Linked DNA regions of Mus musculus: region 1 is linked to region 2. Evidence: chromatin contacts called from public Hi-C data. All regions are on one chromosome and are shown on one strand. The core of a region is the stretch at or near the end of the contact, and the rest is flanking DNA. Distances in the headings are between cores, read along the strand shown. Region 1 overlaps Mapkap1 (mitogen-activated protein kinase associated protein 1). Region 2 holds the start of Pbx3 (pre B cell leukemia homeobox 3).

Region 1 (6,002 bases), core at 201-2,700, 110 kb before region 2:
TTAATTCAAGTCCCTGACGCACCTCCTAACAAACAATGTAAAAACATCAGACAAAATGGAAATAAATAGCCTTACATTTCTCCAATTATGATATTCACTTTCATCCTCAAAATGCATACGTGAGATCTGGGGTGGGTCTGCTCTGTATTTGAAAAAAAAAAAAAAAAAAAAAAGCCATGCAAAGAACCTACAACTCAAAGACCAAAACACACTGCTTTTTTTTCCCTCATAGGAAAATACAGACACAAATGGTCAACTGAAGATTTTCATTTAGCAGCTTGTAAATGTACAGAAACAGAATCAGCAAGAAAAAGAGAAAGCAAATCATTATTGTGCATCTAGAATAACCCTGAGAGTCTTGGAGTTACATACAAAATGTATAACTGCAAAGCAGCATCCAAAACTCTACCAAGCCTTCACCAGTCTCCAGGGCAGAAACCTAGGGGAAAGAAGCAAGAGGAAGGAAGCTATTGTTTAAAATGAGGGGAAAGTTGAGTCCATGAGCACTGAGGACAGTTAGTACTGAGCAGCTGAAAGACAACCAAGTGTGATGGGGAAGCAGAAGCAGGAGGATCACTGCAAGTTTGAGGCCAGCCTGGACTCCACTGTGACTTCCAGGCTGCCTGGACTCACAGTGAGACCATCTCCACCAAGCAGTAAGATATGCTGCTTGCCTGTCTCTCTGTGAAATCCGGGACTGCACAGAGCACACACCACAAACTGAGCCAACCACTGGGCTGGCAGTAAGGACTGATACCTTACTGTACTGCCATGTAGCTTTTTACCTCTGCTTGATACCGCTTGCTGGGCATGTATCCAGAATCCTAGTATCTCACTTAATTCACCCACGAAGACTGTCTTAGAGCTGAGGAATATTATGTAGGCTACTCCAAATTTTTTAGGAGGCAGTGTCAAGTCCTCCTCCTCCCATGGCAAACCCTTCTCTCTGGGTAAATCTCATACCTGAAGCACTCACTATCTAGCAAGGGGTACAAATGCTGCAACCACAACTTCAAAACTAGGGGTTGCCGATAGAAAGGGAGGAAGAGGGATAGAGGAAGGGCTGCCTTAGATACTCAGGGAGTGGAGAGGCTTGCAGGTGGGCACAGTGCAACTTGGTAATCCTGTTTCTGGGATTAAAATGCAAAAGAACATAAGGCCCCTTAAAAAGCTGGTAGCAACCTCTTCAGTTTTCACAAGCAGCAGTCAATACTAACTCATAGATCATAAGGATAGCTATTCTTAAGCGAAGAGACAAATCTGTAATTATAAGGTCTTTCTGTTAGTAAATCTGGTACCCAGGTGGCAGTATGCCAGTGTGCTCTCATCCAGGGAGGAAAATAACAATTTGGCACCTGGAGAGAAGGGTCAGCAGCATATGGTGTCAACCTCCATCCGGCTAGGGGCTTGAGGTGGTCACAGTGCTCCTTAGGTTACAAGCCTCTGCAGGAAGGGGCAGCCCAGACTTGCTAGCTTGTAGAAACTGAAGAGTCACTAGTGTGCCCGGGTCCCCAGGGTGTCTAGGTTAGCCCCTGACATTTCTCCATGCTCATCCTGAGGCTCAGTCAGTCTGATCTCCTTGGAGGTCCTAACTAAACCAGACACTGGCAGAGTTGGATTTTTATCTTATTAAAATAGATATGGCTAATTTGTCTTTTCAAATTCATTTTAAATTAAATTGGATTTCCTCGGAAGGCTGCTGGGTCAGTTCCCCTGCTGGAAGGCAGGACAAAGGTTAATTGCACGCCCTTCCCCAGCTCTTCTGCTCTCCTGGGCAGACTCTGATAACCTGCCCCAGAGGTAGGGAAGGCTTTGGTTTATTGGGCAATAATGCTGCCATTAGAACCATTTACCATTATGCCAGGACCTTTTTTTTTTTTTAAACAAAACAAAACAAAACAAAACAAAACAAAAATTCCAAGATATGATTGCAGTAACTGGAAAAAAATGTAATGGTGTTACCAGGTCGGAAGCTAGTTCTTTCAAAACATGAAATCAACCACTAGCGCCTGAACTCTTTGCTTCTTTAGAAGGTTCTAACTGATGCAACAGTGTACACCCTTCTGGAGCAAACTGTTCACTGATTTCAATGGGAAATTCTACTAATACTTTCACTTAATTTATCTCATTTTAGAGTGTCTACGTTCATGAAAATTTAACCCAGTAATTCCCTGTTATACAAAGCATAACAAAGTATGAATACTTAAATACAGTGTAAATAAAACACTTTATCAATTATCTTTTTGTATTCCAAATGAGTGACTTCACTTAGCATGTCTGCCTTACACAGCACCACACTATTTTTCAATTAAAAGTCCAGATGTTTCAAAGGCTCCAGTAGGCACTAGCAGTTATGAGAAATGCTTTCTCTGCATTGTAATCATCACTAGCACACCAGCTCCAGGCTGCATTAACATATCATGTTTTATTCTGTCCCCTCCTCACAGAGCAGGGAATAGTGCAGCCCAGCACAGAAGCACAGGCGGAGAGCTGGACGGTCAGTTTCCTTTGCACCCCATCCTCTGAGCTGTGCGTTCTCACATGACTGCAGGACTTTGGAGAGCAGAGTTCACTGTAAATAACCTTGCTTCTTAGCAGGAACAATAATCGGTTTGATTTTCCTCAATGGGGCTGAAAACTGAGCCCATGGCTCAGACATGCTGCACAGCATTCTAAACCTGACTGCTTCAATAATCTGTGTGTGAGAATGGGACAAAAGCACTGCACAGGCGCCTACAGAGGCGTCTAATGTGTGGTATACTTGCTTGTGCCTAATTGACACTCAAAATCAACTAGAACATGGAGTCTATAAAAGCCACCCATAGTTTGTTACAATTAAAGTCATTTATTCTCATTTTTAATGGCAGTTTCATCTCTTGAACAACAATTCACCTGTACTGAAACCAAACAAGTATAACAATTACCCTTTCTCCCATTGACAGAAAGCAATACTAGAGCCAAACAATGCAGTTCTGACAGCTGCAACAAAAATGTTTTTGCATTTAGTATTCTGTTAATTAAATGACCTCTTCACCCACAAACACAAGCAAAAGACCTATATTGTATTGTAAGAGATATTCCTATGCTTTGTCAATACAAAGTAATTTGTAGAAAATTATAGGTCCTTATCATTAAGAAAAACACTACCAAATCAAGTTCAATCCTAATTTTTGAGTTACTTTACAAAATTCCTTCCTTTGGAATGTTCTGGGAGGAGCTATTCTAATCCAGACGCCATTCAAAAGGTAAATGCTGCTGGCAGCACCCACCCTCAGAAGGGTCAAACCAGACAGGCCCATCTCAGCACCTACACAGACAGCTTCTGCTCCTTCCTGAAGGGATCTTAGGTGGAACGTTTTTAATACATCACAATGTCACTTTTTAATGTGCTCCAATCTATTAACCACATGGCAAACTAACAGGGATTTTTAAAATATGGGTTTTATGGCTTTGTGCTTGTGATTAATTAAATAAATAGTCACCATTTCACAAATCATCCCACTAATTAGTCTAAAGCAGACACTTTGCATTCGGTGATATTCCTGCCATCTGAAGCTCACAGAAGGACAGGAGCTGTGCAGCATAGGCATGTCTCTGCACTTTGGCGCCCATTGTTGTGACTCACGGCTGGCATCCCACCCTGCAACCCAGAGGCTGAGGCGCCATCTTTGCAGGTGCTGTAGTCAGCTGGAATTTGGCTCCAGCTGCTCAGAAAAGATGTTCCTCTTAATTATTCACTTACCCTAAAGGAAACAATGGAACAACAAAGAACTTAGTGCAGCCTCCAGCTGCAAACACCAGAGGCGTCACCACCAAGGCTCAGGAGCAGGAGCTCAGGAGGGAGCTGGACCCACTGACCGTGCAGACTGCTAGGTCAAGGAAGCGCTCTCAAAACATGCTATGTCATCATCTGGAATTCAGGTATTAAGTAATTACTTCCAAGTTCCCTTTAAAGACCCGAAGTCACTCTCTTTTGAGATTGACTAGAATTCAACCGTAGTTGTTTTAGTGGCATATTTTCAAAGATATTAATTCCTTTGAAAGCAAATTAAATTGAGAAATAATTTTTAGTGCCAGAAAAAAATTCAAACAGGAATATATCTAGAATATGATTTCTTTCAGGAAATATACTGAGAGGCTTCCAGTCTTAAAATTCATTACAGAGTGTGGAAGGCACCTTCACTAGGAAGCTACTGTCCTGAAAGGGCTGCCCTCCTCCTCAGCTGTGCAACATTTCCAAAGATGAGAGGAGGAAGTGGAGGACAGGAGTAAAGACCTGGGCTCTGAACCAAGACAGACGCAGAAGAGGCTCGAGCCTTTCCCTGAGTTGTACAACCCATCTACCCTCAGCTTCCTCCACTGTACAGGATTCTGCATCTATCCTCAATAATTCCAAGGAAACTGAGACACAGTCCCAGGACATTCTTGCAGAGCAGATGCTAAAAACAGCAGCCACGAGGAATCTCATGAGTCAGTGAGAATTGGCTTGAAAAAAGAGCCAAGCCAACTGAACCTACCCCTGCAGGTGTTGCTTCAAATAGGGAGACAAACCCAGGTTGTCTGCAACAGAGGTGAAAGAAGCAAGTGCCTAGCTCTGAGCAGTACTTGTGAGACTCCCCATGAGACAGAAGAGATACTAACTGAGCTTGGGGTTCTTGAATTAGAGTTCTGGCTTAACTACTTATCAGTATGTAACCTAAGGCAAGTCTGTCCACTTTTCTAATCCTCAGATTCTCTCTTCACAAATGGTGTGAATAACAGTGCATCCTTCCTAGAAAGAGAAAAACACACATTCTAGCAGGCAGCAGAAACTCAACCGCGGCTAGATTATGAAGCTGAATCACACAAAACTGCTGGCATTCAATCATTTATGAGCTACGAAGACTAATTTCATATGGCAATATTCTAGAGACTAAGACACTAAGTATTATGAGCGAGCTGGAGAAATGAGTGACACCATTCAGAAACAGAGTGAACTTCACTCTTATCAAAGGAAGACAGCCAGGATACAAAGGTGTTCTTAAAAACCTCTCTCTGACTCCAATACTACAGTAGCTGGTACTTATTAAACACTACTGTGGGTCCCACTGTGCTGTGAATGACATACACAGTGACTATGTACAAATCTCAAACAGCTCTGTGATGGACAGTCACCCATTCTTCCTACTTTGCAGGGAAGTGACCTGCCTGAAGTGACAGATGGTAAAGGTGGGGATGCAAGCCTCCAGAGCCTGCATTCTCAGCCAACTTAAACTGCCTCCATCCAATACAACATTACTTATTTTGTACTTAATAAAGCTGTGTGAAGACAAACAGCAAATGACTTACAAATCAATCTTTGGCCCTTGTGAGTAGCGGAGGTAACAGTGGGCCTCGGGGAGGGCAAGGTTTCAGACAGCACCTGCAGCGAGTGAGAGAACAACACAGCAAGTCCCACTGAGCTGGGTTACTTGAGTACACTGCTCCTCTCTGGCCACAGTGCTACTAGGGAAAAAAAAAAAAAAAAAAAAAAAACATTTCCCAAGAAAAAACCTAAAGTTTTCATCAGATAGCTGCTGTGCTCCTAGATGCCATAGGCAACTCTTTTGGCCATGAAAAAGGCAGCAAAGTTTCTTGACTGCCTTTTCATTTGTCTGTGTTTTCCTCTAACTCCTCAAATCCTCTGATGTACAGAGTAAACAGAGAGGAAAATGGCACTAGCAATGCAAAACTAGGTGTGGTGGGTGGAACAACCTTTAAACCAGCACGTAGGAGTTTAAGGCTAACAAGTTCTACATAATGAGTTCCAAGCCAGCCATAGCTACATAGTGAGACCCTGTCCAAAACACGGGGACAGTAAGAATTCAAGTCAGACAAACCTCAAATATTATGCTTTCAAAGCCAATGTAAAATACTAAAAGGAAAACATACTCGCATTTAAGACTTCTTGGGCTGCCTCTGAGGTACCCAAAGGAGATGTCTGCTCGGCTGGAAAGCAGAGACACTGCATGCAAACCATTCCT
Region 2 (6,011 bases), core at 193-2,692:
CACTCTCTCCAGGTGACATGTTTCTGTGACCTTTCCATTTGCTAGCTTTTCAGAGAAGAGCTCTGTCCATGCGAAACCACAGGCTCCCATTCTAACTGGTCACTCCTTGAGGGACAGACAGCGCAAGGCCCTACTGCCAGCGCTAACTCCTTGTGCTGAGTTCGGGTTACCATAGCGACCGTGGGACGGGCAGGGCTTTTAGACCCTTTTCCCGGTCTCAGCCCAGGACTTTCGAACGCTCCAATTGGGACAACCCTTTCTTGGCTCTGTCCCGCCTCGTTCGGCGCTGAGCGCAATGCGATTGGCCCTGTGCTTGAGGCCTTGTGCCCAGAGGGTACCACCTCTTGATATGAAGAGCGGGAAAGTATCCCAGGCACTGTCCGAGGCGTGAAGCTCATCTCATGCAATGGGGGACCACGCTGTCGGCTACGGGTACACTTTATTCGGTCCTATATAACACCTCTAAGTCCCCAACTGCTAATAATAGGGAAGGAGCAGGATCCGGGGACAACACTTTGCTGGCTGGACTGACCGACCATCTGTGGAGTGCCGGCGCGAGTAGCCCATAAGGCTCCCGGGCTGGCTCTCAGGCACCCCACAGCAGAGGCCAGAGGGGACGGGCTGCGTTCTAGGGGCGGGGCCAGTGGCGGCGGCGGGAGGCGCAAAGCCCAATGAGAGAAGGCTCCGCCTCCGGAGGCGGGGCATCCGGGGCGCTCCCCCGCCCTTCAGCTCTCCCTGCCCCTCCCCCCGCGGGCGCCGGGGCCGCAGTGAGTGAGTGGCACTGGCAGCCTGTCAATCCCTCAGCCGAGCGGCCTTCGAGCCCGGTCCACAGCGGCTGCTGACTGGGTGCGCGGCACCGGAGGTGGCGGCGGCGAGTTCTCCCGCCTCATCAATCTGCTGTCCGCCCGGCGTGCGGCCCGCCGGGGCCCTCCACCGGGCTCCGTGTCCCCGCCGCGCCGGCCCGCCCGCTCCCAAACTTTCCTCCTCCGCCCCTCTCGCTCCCCGCGGCCCGCCCGTCGGCCTCCTTCTCCTCCTCCTCCGCAGCCCGCCGCCGCCGCCGCCGCTCCCTCCCTCGGGGCCGCCGGTGCTCCGATCCCGCCCGGTTGAGGCGGCGGCGGCGGCGGCAGGCGGCTGAGGGAGGGGACCGTTCTGGCTGGCGCGGGCGGCGGCGGCCGCGGCGTCCCGGCAACTCGGCTGGCGCTGAGGACCAAGTTGTGCGGGGCCGCCCGGCGCGGCGAGGGGCGCTGAGGAGGCAGCGCGGCGGCCGCGTGAGGGCAGCGGGCACCACCGCCTCCGCCTCCGCCGGCGAGCGCGCCGCTTCCGCCCGCCGCTGTCCTCAGTCTCCTCCGCGGCGGAAGCCGGAGCCGGACGCCGGTCCGCGTCCCCTCAGTCGCGGGCCGCGCCGGGCCAGGCCGCCCCCTCCCGCGCGGGCGGGGAGCGCGCGGCCGCCTCCCCCTCCCCCTCCCCCTCTTTCTTCTCCTCCCTCGCCGCCGCCGCCGCTGCCGCCGCCGCCGCCTCAGCCTTCGCCTCCGCCGCCGCCGCCCGCTCCCGCCCGCGCGCGGCGGGATGGACGATCAATCCAGGATGCTGCAGACTCTGGCCGGGGTGAACCTGGCCGGCCACTCGGTCCAGGGGGGTATGGCTCTGCCGCCTCCCCCTCACGGCCACGAAGGGGCGGACGGCGACGGCAGGAAGCAGGACATCGGCGACATCCTCCACCAGATCATGACCATCACCGACCAGAGCTTGGACGAGGCGCAAGCAAAGTTGGTGTCGTCTCATTAAGCATCTTTTGTGTGTGTACGGGAGCCGGGCTCGGGTCCCGGCTGGCTCCCGGGACCCGGGCCTCAGTTGCGGGCGGGAACTTTCTCCGCCCGCCGGGCACTTGCTGTGTCCCCCATCGCGCGGGCAAAGTTGCTCGCCGGGCTCGGGACAAACTCGATCATTGCTTCGTCCGTGCCCTGCTGCCCGCCCCCCTCCCCAGATTTAAACCTCCCGCTCGGACCCCAGCGCGCTCCGCGTCCCAGCCGGGTCCGTGGCCGCACCGCAGGGAAGTGCAACTTTCTCCGCCTGCCCAGACTCCGGGCACCCACTCCCCTCGGCCCAGTCCGGGGTGACCGGCTGCTTCCCCGCACAACCCTGTGCGGGAGCGCCAAGTTCTCTAGAGGGAGGGCCGCTTGGCAAACTTTGCGGAGCTGTCACCCGCTGATTATTAGCCGCCCGCTGGCCGCTGCGCCCGCTCCTCTTGTGGAGCTTGGGCGTTGGGGTTCCCTCCGCTCCGGTCTGGTCCCTTGGGTCCCGCCGCGGCCCCCGGAGCGGAGCCTCATGCACGGGTCACTCCTGTGTACGCCGAGGCTTCTGTCGAGCCAGCAGATGGGTCACGCTGCTATCGGGCTGGAGCTCTCAGCCGCTAGAGCTTGCCGCCAGTTGCGAACTAGTAAACTTGAGTTTTTGTTGACTTCCCGTGGTTCAAAGGAGCTTTTCCAAACTGGGGGCCGGTTTTAAATCTTGGGTCTAACTTAAAGGAAGGCGCCATATTATTCCAATAGGTGATGCTAATACCTTTGTGTTTTGCTATTTGTTTTTTAGGAAACATGCTCTGAACTGTCACAGAATGAAACCGGCGCTCTTCAGCGTCTTGTGTGAGATCAAAGAGAAAACAGGTAAGACTCTGCTGCTCACAGTGGGCCTGGAGACCCCCGAGGTGGGGTCAGATCTACTCCTTCGACTCTCCAGTTGAGAGCTGCTGCTTTTGGGCACCGCCATCTTTGATCATTCTTTGCTTCCCACCTCCTGATCTTGAGAAAAAAAAAACAAACCTGCAATAAATCTGGAGTCTATTTCTCAATTCTGCTTTGGTACTAAATGAAGTGTATATGAGAATGGAGCTGGGTCGCAGTTCCCTAGGAGGTAGTCCCTGGTTTCAGTCGGGGAGGGGGCTCTAGCTAGTTGCCCTCTCCTATCTCTTTTTGCCTGTGTAGCATTTTTTAAAAGGAGCGGTGGGAGACTGGATGCCAGGGACCGGTTCCCCTGGAGAGGCGTCACTAGAACTTTGTTTTACTTAGACAGTTTTAAGCTTCGGTTCTACTGGTAGAAGTCACAACCGAACACACCTCAGTAATACCCTGGACTTGGTGCTTTAGGTGGGAAGATTTTTAGGAATCCAGGAAGGAAAATCATGTGCTTAGGCATATACAATGTATCATGCCTATTAGTACTTCTATTATAGCCTCCGTCTTACAACTGCTACACTTGTAAAACTGAGCTTCAATGTATAAAGAAAGATGTCCACAGATCCTGATGAAACAAACATTCTGAAGTTCAGGGCAGGAGTAGGATAGGTTTGCAGAAGTGCTAGAATGAAAATTGCTGATACAGAGTAGGGAAAATTTTTGACAGTTCCTTATAGTTTAACTTTCTTGTCAGACTTTTTCTATTTAAGGTATTTTTACTCTTGACTTAAGGGTAAAGCTAAAGTGCATATATATACATATGTTTTACATGTTTTAGTTTGTGTTTAGTTATCTTTCCTGTATATGGTTAAAAAAAAAAACAACCCTCCATCAGTCAAGCTTTACCATTGATTGATTTATTTGTGGTTGTATGTGTTGGGTTGTATTGCTTTTTAAAGTTGCCCCTTTGTAAATTGAGGCAAAGAAGAAAAACAATCAAGTCCAGTATATTGCATTTTCCAACTAAGGCTGTTTTAATGTTTCAATGTTTGGCTGTCTTTGAGTTGATTTTACAAATAATAATATACTGCCTAGGACTGTTAGGCAGGAAGTTAAGTTATACTCTATTTAAACAGGTACTATTCATATTCCTAAAAGTAAGCCAGGGAAGATGATGGTTTATTGCTTTCTCTTAATGTATGTATGCTAAACCAGAGTTATTAGTAAATATTGAGAGCTTAAAGAAATAACCTTATTTGCTTTTCATTCATGCCATGATTTTTTTTAATGATTGTTTTTTGTTTTTTGGTGATACACTTTACATTTTGAAAACCAAGTCGTTTTAAATTATTGACTTATTATATATTGATTTTAACCACCTTTTGAGCACCTTATGATTTAAGATGTTAGATGATTTTAATCTAACTATAAAGATGTCCAGCATTGAACCTTGAAGGCTTTAATTTGGGTGAATAAAAGTATATACTCTTAGGACATTTATGTTGCTTAATTTCTAAGGGTTTTCTTGCTATCAGGGCTCCACTCCAGTTCGTGCTGACAGCTAAGCACTGGAATATTGACTGTGTTGTGAATATTAAGATTGATTCAATTTTATATGGCACTATATTACTAAAGAGAGGGAATTGATGCTCTTCTCTAGCAAGAACACCCTTCTTTATGATTTGTATTTATTTTCTGTCCCTTTATAGTTTTGGTCTAACCACACAGAACTACACAGCATTTCATGTTTGAACACTTATCAGCAGGAGAAATTCAATTAAGAAGTGTTAGTCTTCCAGTTGCTTATTTGCACAGGACTTAGTTACACCATTCTGAAAGGAAAGCGTAGTCAACGACATGTCAAAGGTGAGTTAGGAAAAGAAACAAGTCTTTTCAGAGTCTGGGATTATGGTCAGAGAGAGCTTTGGTAGGGCTATTGCTATTTAACAACCAGGAGAGAGCAGACAAAAGAAATTTCTGTGTTTTGAAAATTGTTTCTTGGGCTTTCAGTGATAACTTGTAAATTAGATCCTCTTTTTGTGCGTTGACCTGCGACCTAAGTTTGCAGGTTATCTTTTTTATAAAAAGCCAGCAGCCGACAGTGAAGGCGGCTGTCTGGGCAGAGGCATCCTCTTGCCTGCCTCTCTGAGCTCGAGAGGGATGGGATTTAAGTACTGAGTGATTGATGGGGTGAAGCTCTCTCTCTCTTCTCCTTTCTCCCCTACTATCCATAGCTCTGCCTCATGCTCTAAACCCAGTCTTAGAAGGAGACAGGATCGCTAGACTCAGCCCTCAATTTGAAATAAAACAGCTGTGTAGACATTAGTGTTACCAAAGCAGAGAAAGCTGGGCAGCACATTCCAGGGCCTATCCCTTGCCTGCTTTTGCAGCCCTGCTTTAGAGACATTATGAACTTAGAAAATAAGTGTTAGGGAATATGTGTATGCTACTTAATACTTTCTCTTTAAATAATTTTATTAATCTATTATCATAATACATAAGGATTAATTACCCACAGAAAGTTCATCTAGTCATTTGTGAATATAAATCAGGAATATTATGTGATGACTCTATTCTGCATAGTGAAGGGGAGGGAGGGGGCTGACAAGTTGTGAACTAAAGGGGTGGTGGGTGGGAACTGCCACTGTCAGTGGACAGTGTGATTTTAGTTTTGGTTTTCTTTTAAAATAAGACAAAATCATTAAAAAAAAAAAATCATGTCTTTGTAGAACTGCTGGTAGATTTTGAGGTTTCTGATCAGACGGTGAATACTGCCAGTTTTGATGCACACAAGGGACTTAGTTTGGAAAACATTTTATTTCTTCCCTACCAAATATGAAAAGGCATTTTTTCCCCCTTTGACAGATAAATGGGCAATCTGCCACAATTATATTATTTTCTTGTTCAGAAGTAAGGAAACTATACTTTTACTATAAGATGATTGTTTTTTTAAAAAACAGTATATTCTGTTATAAAATTTATTGTGCAGTTATTTTGGGGCAGAAAGGTTTTTCATTGTTGAGTTGTGACATTTATACATTTTAGAGGCAACTAAAGTTACACACTTTAAAATCGAGATATGTGTCTGTTTTAAACTATGTAAGCAAGGAAGATCGTAGTTGACGGGCTACGGTTTTCTTTAGGATGATAACAAAATCATGTTACCACCCTTTGCTTATTAAATATCTCTGATGAAGTAAGGACCCATACTTCTGTTGGTATACTCACTGAACTATTTGTGTCTACTTTAATCTTGTCTGTGAAGTGTTTCCTTTGTGAAACAATATACCTTCAAAAATAAAGGAAACATTTTTTCAAGGAAAATATTTTTAATGTGTA

The links. A called contact is a pair of places that touch in the nucleus more often than the background predicts.
Region 1: a Hi-C map of the N1E-115 cell line shows a contact between it and region 2, with 2.5 times the contacts expected there. The contact joins the enhancer-like site here to the promoter of Pbx3 in region 2. A contact is called at or near these places in 2 of 484 Hi-C or Micro-C datasets (the N1E-115 cell line and olfactory sensory neurons), 4 of 115 datasets of contacts at active chromatin or transcription factors (the SCID.adh cell line, bone marrow-derived macrophages and embryonic stem cells) and 3 of 9 other capture datasets (adipose tissue, liver and pancreatic islet).

The regions. Positions count from the first base shown.
Region 1 is chr2:34,478,094-34,484,095 of GRCm38.p6, reverse strand. The region is part of intron 4 of Mapkap1 (mitogen-activated protein kinase associated protein 1); the gene reads right to left. Among named protein-coding and RNA genes, the nearest start is that of Mapkap1, 74 kb to the right of the region's middle. Within about 2 kb of position 1,450, at least 17 of the 459 cell types and tissues checked have an H3K27ac peak or open chromatin away from gene starts, as enhancers often do. A contact at or near this core is called in the N1E-115 cell line and the SCID.adh cell line, where this site is marked.
Region 2 is chr2:34,367,476-34,373,486 of GRCm38.p6, reverse strand. Pbx3 (pre B cell leukemia homeobox 3) reads left to right here and starts at 1,442. Exons shown (of 9, transcript NM_016768.2): 1 at 1,442-1,766; 2 at 2,590-2,663. The coding sequence starts at 1,567.